Linked DNA regions of Mus musculus: all the other regions are linked to region 3. The links are chromatin contacts, called in public Hi-C maps. All regions are on one chromosome and are shown on one strand. The core of a region is the stretch at or near the end of the contact, and the rest is flanking DNA. Distances in the headings are between cores, read along the strand shown.

The links. Hi-C and Micro-C count contacts between places; a contact is called where the count stands out from the background.
Region 1: a Hi-C map of cerebellum shows a contact between it and region 3, with 1.9 times the contacts expected there. The contact joins two enhancer-like sites. A contact is called at or near these places in 7 of 39 promoter capture datasets (the 3T3-L1 cell line, 3T3-L1-derived adipocytes, the C10 cell line and 3 more), 3 of 15 datasets of contacts at CTCF or cohesin (large pre-B cells, pro-B cells and stem cell-derived epiblast-like cells), 12 of 484 Hi-C or Micro-C datasets (B cells, the N1E-115 cell line, adipose-derived mesenchymal stem cells and 6 more), 5 of 115 datasets of contacts at active chromatin or transcription factors (bone marrow-derived dendritic cells, differentiating embryonic stem cells, embryonic stem cells and 2 more) and 2 of 9 other capture datasets (embryonic stem cells and embryonic tail).
Region 2: a contact with region 3 is called in a Hi-C map of cerebellar granule neurons, with 1.8 times the contacts expected there. The contact joins two enhancer-like sites. A contact is called at or near these places in 7 of 39 promoter capture datasets (the 3T3-L1 cell line, 3T3-L1-derived adipocytes, embryonic stem cells and 4 more), 3 of 15 datasets of contacts at CTCF or cohesin (the G1E-ER4 cell line, pro-B cells and stem cell-derived epiblast-like cells), 30 of 484 Hi-C or Micro-C datasets (the Ba/F3 cell line, the G1E-ER4 cell line, Sertoli cells and 20 more), 1 of 115 datasets of contacts at active chromatin or transcription factors (bone marrow-derived dendritic cells) and 3 of 9 other capture datasets (embryonic stem cells, embryonic tail and embryonic trunk).

The regions. Positions count from the first base shown.
Region 1 is chr9:72,195,987-72,198,686 of GRCm38.p6, forward strand. No RefSeq gene overlaps it. Among named protein-coding and RNA genes, the nearest start is that of Gm27188, 56 kb to the right of the region's middle. Within about 2 kb of position 1,260, at least 84 of the 459 cell types and tissues checked have an H3K27ac peak or open chromatin away from gene starts, as enhancers often do. A contact at or near this core is called in cerebellum, where this site is marked.
Region 2 is chr9:71,825,010-71,827,709 of GRCm38.p6, forward strand. No RefSeq gene overlaps it. Among named protein-coding and RNA genes, the nearest start is that of Cgnl1, 55 kb to the left of the region's middle. Within about 2 kb of position 1,347, at least 74 of the 459 cell types and tissues checked have an H3K27ac peak or open chromatin away from gene starts, as enhancers often do. A contact at or near this core is called in cerebellar granule neurons, where this site is marked.
Region 3 is chr9:71,973,298-71,975,997 of GRCm38.p6, forward strand. The region is part of intron 5 of Tcf12 (transcription factor 12); the gene reads right to left. Among named protein-coding and RNA genes, the nearest start is that of Tcf12, 140 kb to the right of the region's middle. Within about 2 kb of position 1,309, at least 40 of the 459 cell types and tissues checked have an H3K27ac peak or open chromatin away from gene starts, as enhancers often do. A contact at or near this core is called in cerebellar granule neurons and cerebellum, where this site is marked.

The DNA of each region.
Region 1 (2,700 bases), core at 10-2,509, 220 kb after region 3:
CAGGTACAGCTTCCAAAGACAGTCTTTTCTTTTGCCAGCCAGGCCCCAACTCAAGTTTCCCATAGCTTTGAAATTAGTACCACAAACTGGAGACTGAGTAGTCAAACATGAAACTATGGGGAACATTCTAGATTCAAACCACAACTGGATCCTCTGACTCCCTTTCTCCACTGAGTCTTTACTCTGGCTCATTTGTCTTTAGCTTGTCTTGGGCTTGCCTAGCCCAATTTTAGTAAGCATCCTTCAATGTATTAAGACGTTTGACACCCAAATACCCTTGATATATGATTAACTCTTTAAACCCTTTCCTTTGCTACGAGGCCTGTGTTCAGCAGCAAAGCTAACATATCAATTTAGAAAGAGTGTTCTCAGTCCAGTGTCCCCTTTTGGCCATTCTGCTCAATGGCCATCAACCCTTACTTGACTTTGTCTGCCACAAGATCTTGATCCTTCTTACCTTCTGGGGGTACAGTCTACCCCTACTGAGAAGAAATCTTCCTATGTTTACAAGTGACAGAATCATGTTAGCTCTCAAAGAGTCACAAGGAGAGTGGGGTTTCCTGATCGGTGGATGAGGTAGAAGCCCTTAAATCCAGCACCACTCGGATGCTGTTCTGTCCGTCTCCTCCTTACTTTTGGAAACCTTAAAATCGTAACTTGTCCTACGGGCACTTACCCTTTCTCTTTACTTTTGGCTGTTGAACACATCTCATGGCAGTCACTAATTCATCCCACGGAATGGAATAAGAACCATTTAATATGATTATCTTCTCCATTAAAGCTGTCATCATAATTAGAGCCGCAGTGAACTGTTTGCCAGGAATGATAACTTCTGCCAAGAAAAACTTGGGTGTCATTTTAGAAAAATTCTTAGGTGGGGGAGGAGAAGATCAGAACCATCTGTGTGAAGAGCCAAAGCTAAATAATGATCGGCAGAGCCCCTTTCCCCGTCTGCCAAACTCTGGCTGGCCAGCCAACTGGACCTTGCCAAAGATGCTGGACGGAACCAGCTTTCAAGGTAGCACAAGGGGCACGCCCTCTCCAAGGAAGAGAGCCTTCAGAAAAACCAGTGGCAAATCCAAATCAGACTTTCCTGTGCAGGCTGTCTTTAAAAGTTACAAATATATTTGTTTGCAACCCCACGGTTTCCAGGGCAACCACCTGAGCCAGGACAGAAGCAGAAGGCTAGACTGGGACCACCCACTGCAACTCTCATTTTATTCTGATGGCAAGAACCTCTATACCGACTCAGAGTGTTTGTCAGGCCTCTTGCTGTGAGTCACTGGAATAACATTTTGCCCTGGTGGAAGAGTGCCACAGGCTGCTGCTCCCTCAACCCCAATACCGAGATGCTTTTAAATGGAACCAAACATCCCAGGAGAGTTTTCTCAGCACAAGAATTACTTTGTCGCACATTTTTAGATTACGCTGTAAATTATAGATTTAAAAAAATACATTATGCTAATTTCTTCCAGCGTGTCTTTTAGTTATTTTTAGGGAAAGTGTCTTTGGAATTGAGCTTCGCTGTTAAGTGACGAGGAGAGGAGATAAGAATAAAACGAAGACAGAAGGATGTGTAGGACTCTGGCTGTGGCTGCATCACACTCGGGCACTTGGGAATGAGCAGTTTGTGTCCAGTGTGGATTTCAGCTGATGTCAGTGGAAGTCGATCTGGCTCGGGAGTCATTAGGCTTGGGCGTGCCTTCTCTTTCTGCAACTGTTTTGGATGTGTGACTTTGAAACAATTTGATTCATTTTCCTAAGAGTCCCCTAATCTATGAAATGAGTGTGTTCGGCAAGATCTCTAAGGGGCTTCTGCTCCTTGCACTGCGTGCTGAAACTGAGTTGAATGTCCTCACAGCCCTTGAACAGATGGTGTTGACTAGCTTTATAAGGAATAAACAAACACAGCTGTGAGCATTAGAGAAAATTCAGCAGTACAAAACCCTTGCCCCGTGTTCTTCATGATGGCGCGTTGCACTGGGCAGTTGGCTGGTTCTTTCCCTTTGATTATATATGCTTGACCCTTCTGTATGCTTGTTTTAGACAGGATTCAGAAACAGGCCACAAGAACCAGTCAAGTTGTTTAAGCAGTAGGGTGTAGGGAGTCGGAAATCCACGTGTCAAGTACTGCATGAGGAGACGACGGACCATGGGAACACTCCCAGCATCTCAGCGTAGAATCCACCTGTCCAGAAGACATCTCTCCAACAACCAGGCAAGGTGCCTCATTTGGGTGCCAAGATTGTGGGAAAACTCTACCAATAAAGGTCAAAGATTATCATTGATCAAATAGCCTTCTGGGGCTTGCCGTGTAATGGGGGAGTCCCTTCTCAGGCCTTGTCTGGGGTATTCTAAGCCCTCACATTTGCCTCTACCTGAGGAATGTCATGTGTCCTCAACTAGTGTACAGGATCAATTTCCTTAAGCTGACAGCACCTGATATTCTTGAAGTGCTTCCCTCATGCTAATGAGATGTGCCAAGTCCCCAGCCCCTGACCTTTGCCCATCCTGGATGTCCCTACCCTCAGTCCCCCAAAACTGTATAAGCCTTCAGTCACCCTAAGTAAAGTTGACCTGCCTACTGACAAGTGATCCCAGTGTGGTTATTCACATCCTCACAGGGCTTCAGAACCGATTGACATTTCTGTTCCCACTGTCCTTGGGATTGTATCAGACGCTGGCTCACGAAGATTGAGA
Region 2 (2,700 bases), core at 97-2,596, 150 kb before region 3:
TTGTTGTATAGCAATTTCCTCCATGTTGAAAACTCCCATCCTGGAGAGAAACTTGTTGCGCTCCAGGTAGTTCTAGGTGGGATTTGAGTAACTCACAAGGCTCAGGAAGTCTCTGAAGCTTATTAGATTTACAAGGCCCCTCCCTCCTCAACCTTAGAGAAAGAATAAGGACTGCCAGGGATAGGAGACTCTGACCTGTCCTGCAGCATGCAAGTCAGGCAGACACTTCCAGGGTTGTCTGTCATGTCCTTGCACAGCTTGGGTTTTAGGGAAATCAAGAAATAGCTGACTGGGGCCAAGCAGACTGGACTCTCTGATGGAGAAGCCTCAGCACCCTAGAAATTAGTCTGTTTATTTTGGTGAACAAGGAGGTGGGGCTTATGGTGCACAGCTGGACAAGGAGACAGGTTTAGCTCTAAACTTGGTAGAAGCAGGCTCTGTAAGGGAATAGTCTTCAGGCTATAAACATGGTGGGTTGTGGGGGAAGCTATGTAGACACTTTCTTCATGCACCATTAATTGACATTAGCACTTGGACAAGAGAAAAACTTTGCCAGCCCTCTGAGCCTCATGAGGGGAAGACTTTGCCACTCCCATAGGGCTGAAGAGTTGGGATCCTCGACGTGGCCGTTCCCATGCCAACAACACTTCAAGACTTCACTTGCTCCACACAATTCAGATTTGGGAGTTTTCAGCCATATGGTATGGGCTTTTAGCAGTGAAGCAACTTTTGAGTGACCCATGTGTGGTCCCTGTAAATGACCAATAGGCTAATTGTTGGACTTGGTTGGTATCCTTACTTTGGTCTGCTTTTGGTTGGAGAACAGACATTTGTTAACATCTTCCCACAAATAGTGTCACATAACACCCTCCCCTCCGGTCTCTTCACTAGTCCGGATGCCAAGCTCTCTCCCTCACATGCCTCTTTCCTGTGACTCTCAGCCTGGACCAGCTCCTGGCTGGCTAGCACTGGAGCCCCCTGTGTAAACACCTGCAAAGTGATGGAGCCGTGCTTCTGACTGCCTGGGAGTGGGAGTCCGGAGCACAAGCTGTTTGCTCTCGTAGGACAGAGCGCTGGGGTCCCCATGCCTCTGCTGTTCCCGTCCGCTGTGGGACAGATTGCCCAGTGGGTCCTGAGTGGCATTTGGGTTTTGCAGTTGCTCTGGGGTTGTTGCCAGGACAAGGCTTCTGCCCAATCCCCCAAGTGACGCACTTCCAAGGCTTTTAAAAATAGAAATCCGAAAGCTGTTTCATTGCCAAGACACTGCAAGGTTCTGGCTCCCGAAGCCAAGGCCAAGCTGGAAACTCAGCCTTGAAGCTTTGAGCGGAAAGTGAGTTCCTCTTGCTTTGCCTCAGATGCTCTGTGAGCACCATCGCCTCCTGACTGAGTCATGTGCTGGGCAGTGGTCACCAGCAGAGGCCAGCTGTCAGTGCTATAATTACCATGACGATGGAGGTTACCTCCCCATCCCTCCTGACTAATAAGCCCAGCACACTGGGCGGAGGCTGTAAGGGGAGTGTGGAACCTGGGTGCTGGACCATGAGTGTCTGATGGAGTCAGGGCCACTGTGTTCCTGCATTTTTATATTTGCAAATCAGACATCAGAACCCCAAGCTGCCATAGGTCCAGACAGGTTTTGAGTGATTTTAAGAGGCTCTGATGAAGAAAGATATACTGGCTGCATTTGAGTCAGCTCCACACAAGTTAGAGTCATCAGAGAGGAAGGAGCCTCAGTTGAGGAAATGCCCCCATGAGATCCAGTTGTAAGGCATTTTCTCAGTGACCAATGAAGGTGGGCCCAGTGTGTGATAGGTGGTGCCATCTCTGGGCTGGTGGTCCTGGGTTCTATATGAAAGCAAGCAAGCCGGGGGAAGCAAGGCAGTAAACAGCATCCCTCCATGACCTCTGCGTCAGCTCTTGACTTAGGTTGCTGCCCTGCTGAGTTCCTGTCCTGACTTCCTTCAACAATGAAAAACAGTGTGTAAGCCAGATAAACCCTTGTCTCCTCAACTAGTTTTTTTGGTCATGGTGTTCTATGCAATAGAAATTCTAACTCAAAAGTTCATGTATTATTTTCTTTGGGGGTTGTTTTTGCCCAAATTTGTTTTCATACAGATATATACATATATCTGCATACACAGTGACAAATACCCAATCTTTATCCAGTAGAACCCCGCCATACTCAGATATCCTGGAGATGTTCCCGAAAGCCTAGGTATGACAGTCTTCACACACACTCACTAGGGAGCACTCTAATCAGATAAGTTCATGTGGATCCAGAACTCGATGTACCTCTCCATCAGCACTTCATCCTGCATAGACTACTCTGCCAACTTTTTGTCCACCTGCTCATGGATATCCAGGCTCTTAGAGACACATTGGTCCAAGAGCACAGACTTGCCTTTGATCGGCTCTGCTTCCTTGCAGTGGGGAGCCGCGCATGTCTGGTGGCAGGCCCTGGTCATTCTATTGCATTATCTCCACCAGTATCTCTATCATCTATTATCTCCACCATCTCCCCTGTGGCCAGCTACTGGGCTCTGAGTAGATCCATGTCAACCCAACTCTGTGGAGAGAATAGCCTTCTGGTCTCTAGTCCACAGTCTGGGACAGGTTCCAGCTCACACCGTGTCTCTAGCTCTGGATTAGTAGGATAACGTTTTTCAGGTACCCAAATAGACAGAGTGGAACAGGGAGGAA
Region 3 (2,700 bases), core at 59-2,558:
ATTACTGAAAGGACTAGAAAATGAAAGACATAAATGTGCAAATCACGTCTGAAAATGTTTCTGTTTCTTTGAGGGCCAATTCTCTATTTCATTCTTATATATAGTGAGGTACTATACTGGAAACCATGAACGTCCCAGGAACTTAAATTGAACATTTAAACACAATAGTGACTTGGGAGCTTACAGTTTAGTAACACTATGGAAGAAGATTAACTTTGTACAAGAGGTTCTAATATAAAAATTAGCAGCGTGTGTAGGCATACATCTGAAATCCCAGCACTTAGGAAGCTGAAGCATAAAGATTAATAGGCATAAGATTCTGTCTCCAAAAACCAAGGTTGGGCTCACTAATAGAAAAGGTAACTTGCTTAAAGCACACAAAAGCCTATGTTCAACCTACAACATTGAAAAAGAAAGCATACACTCACATATTTACATAGCAACACACAGAGGTACATAGCATCAAGATTTAATTTAAATAGACAGTGTAGAACTGCCTATAGTCAATGGATAATGTCAGTTCCACATATCACCTAAGTTTAGTTTCTTAGCAGATCATATCATGAAGATTATGTTCCACATTTCTTTCCCTCTGACCTAAACTCCATGTTAGCTCTCAGCACTCTTAGCAGCCTAGTAATTAATACTTGGTTACATTTTGTTTCTGGAGTTGCTTTTGGTTTTCTTATTCTCATTCAATCAATTAGAATGACTTTCATAGAGATACAGAATGAACCAAGGAACCAGCAGTCAGCAATTCTGCTTCATTACTGTTAACAAAACCAATAAACTTTGTTATGATTTATAAAATATCATTGCCAAAAGCAGAGACTTTTTAAAGACTTACAAATGCACATGATCTTCGGAAGATCATAACTAAAGAACATCAGAAAAGGCACTGATTTTCCTGTTCCCAGTCCTGAAGCAATCCAATAAATATAAAAGGGAAGAAGATCCACTTTAGACTCAAAAGATAGTGTCATAAGCTTATGTAAACCCGACTTAAAAATGCATGCACTAAATACACAGAAATAATCATCTTTCAAAGCATTTTACAAAAAGATTACACAAAAATCCAGGCTTTTCTTAGATTTTTTAAATCTTCCATTTCTTTTTAATATTTTGCTTCTTTAAAGAAAAATCTCCTTTTTCCAATTACAGAGAGGAAATAAAAAGAAATGCAACTCTTTTATGTAAAGTAAATCCATCTGGATGTTTGCTCCATCCCATACTAGAAACCTGTGATCCCCAACCAGAATGAGTTATAGGAAAGCTGCAGGCAAAATTGTCTCCATACAGCACAATCCATTATCCCTGTCAAGTTAATGTTCCGTGTTGAGCCATATGGCACGGGTACACATTCAACAAAGGAAATTCCTTAAACTTGTTATAATCAGCACTTGCAGTCATCCAAAAAACTGACATAAACAGCTTTATTGTGTTTAGCACATTTCAGTTAATATCCATGACAAAAACAGGAAACAGTACAGGAAAAGGAGGAGGAATGTGGGGAGCAGTGTTATTTAAAAAAATCACCACACACACACACACACACCCTCAAACTGTGCATTTTATAATTAGGCTTTTGTCATTGTTGCTGTTGGCCTAAGCAAGTGATTTTCAATTACAGTAAGCACACCAACCTCTCCAGAGTGATCTACTGGGGCAGACTTAAGAGGGAAAAAAATTAATGACAGCAATTTTCCATGGTATGAGCAAAACTAAACCTTGAAATTCTAGTGATTCAGATAAATCAGTTCTGGCAAAATAACAAAACTCTAAATCCTTATATTTGTTTTCTTTCTACAGTCATTTTATAATTGTTAAAATGCAACTGAGCTTTATTAAGGAAAAAGAAACCAACGCAATTTAAGTAAAGTATCTTCATATGCATTTAAGAGCAGGTCACAGAAAATCAAGGGCTCCCACAAGCCTTTGGTACTCGGCACATCAACTCTAGTCAAGGTATAAGTAGAGCAGAACTTCATTTCAGCCCCCGCAGTGACAACAATAAAATGCTGAGAAAACACACTATCAAATACTGAACTCAGCATCAATTTCTGTTAATTACAGCCTTGTCAGCAACGTGATTATTCAAACAACTCATGCAAATGTTAATGAGGCCTTATTTGCATATTTATTTTTTCCTTTGTTGAAATGTCATTGATTATTACATTCTACTATGATGAATGTGGCTGATGATGTGCTCTGATATGTAATTAGTCATTAGGTAGAATGAATAGATCAATTATGAAAAAGGACTAAGATTAAGAAATATCAAACAAGACCGCCCAACGTAACTATAGAATCTTTTTTTAAAAGGACCTAATAAATAATTTCTTGACATTTAAACTGCAACATCAGTAGTTTTCGATAAATAAAGGACTACTTTTGTGAGGTTAAATGAAGGCTTAAAAATACATCAGTACTCTGATAATCCAATTACGATCACAGAAACCATCTCTAGAAAAAAACCTGAAAGCCACCTAGAATTTAATTGTCAGGAAAACAAGCAGCAAAGGAGAATTGAATCTGTTTTAAGCTCACACAATTCAGAAATAAAGTGTATCTTAATCTAGTGTGAGGTGGAGACAAAATCTGTTAAGAAAGAGGCATATAATATCCTAGAGAGAGGGGCAAGAACCTGATGGAGAATTACTATTCATAAAACAGGGTTAGCCAAAAAAAAAAAACCAAAAA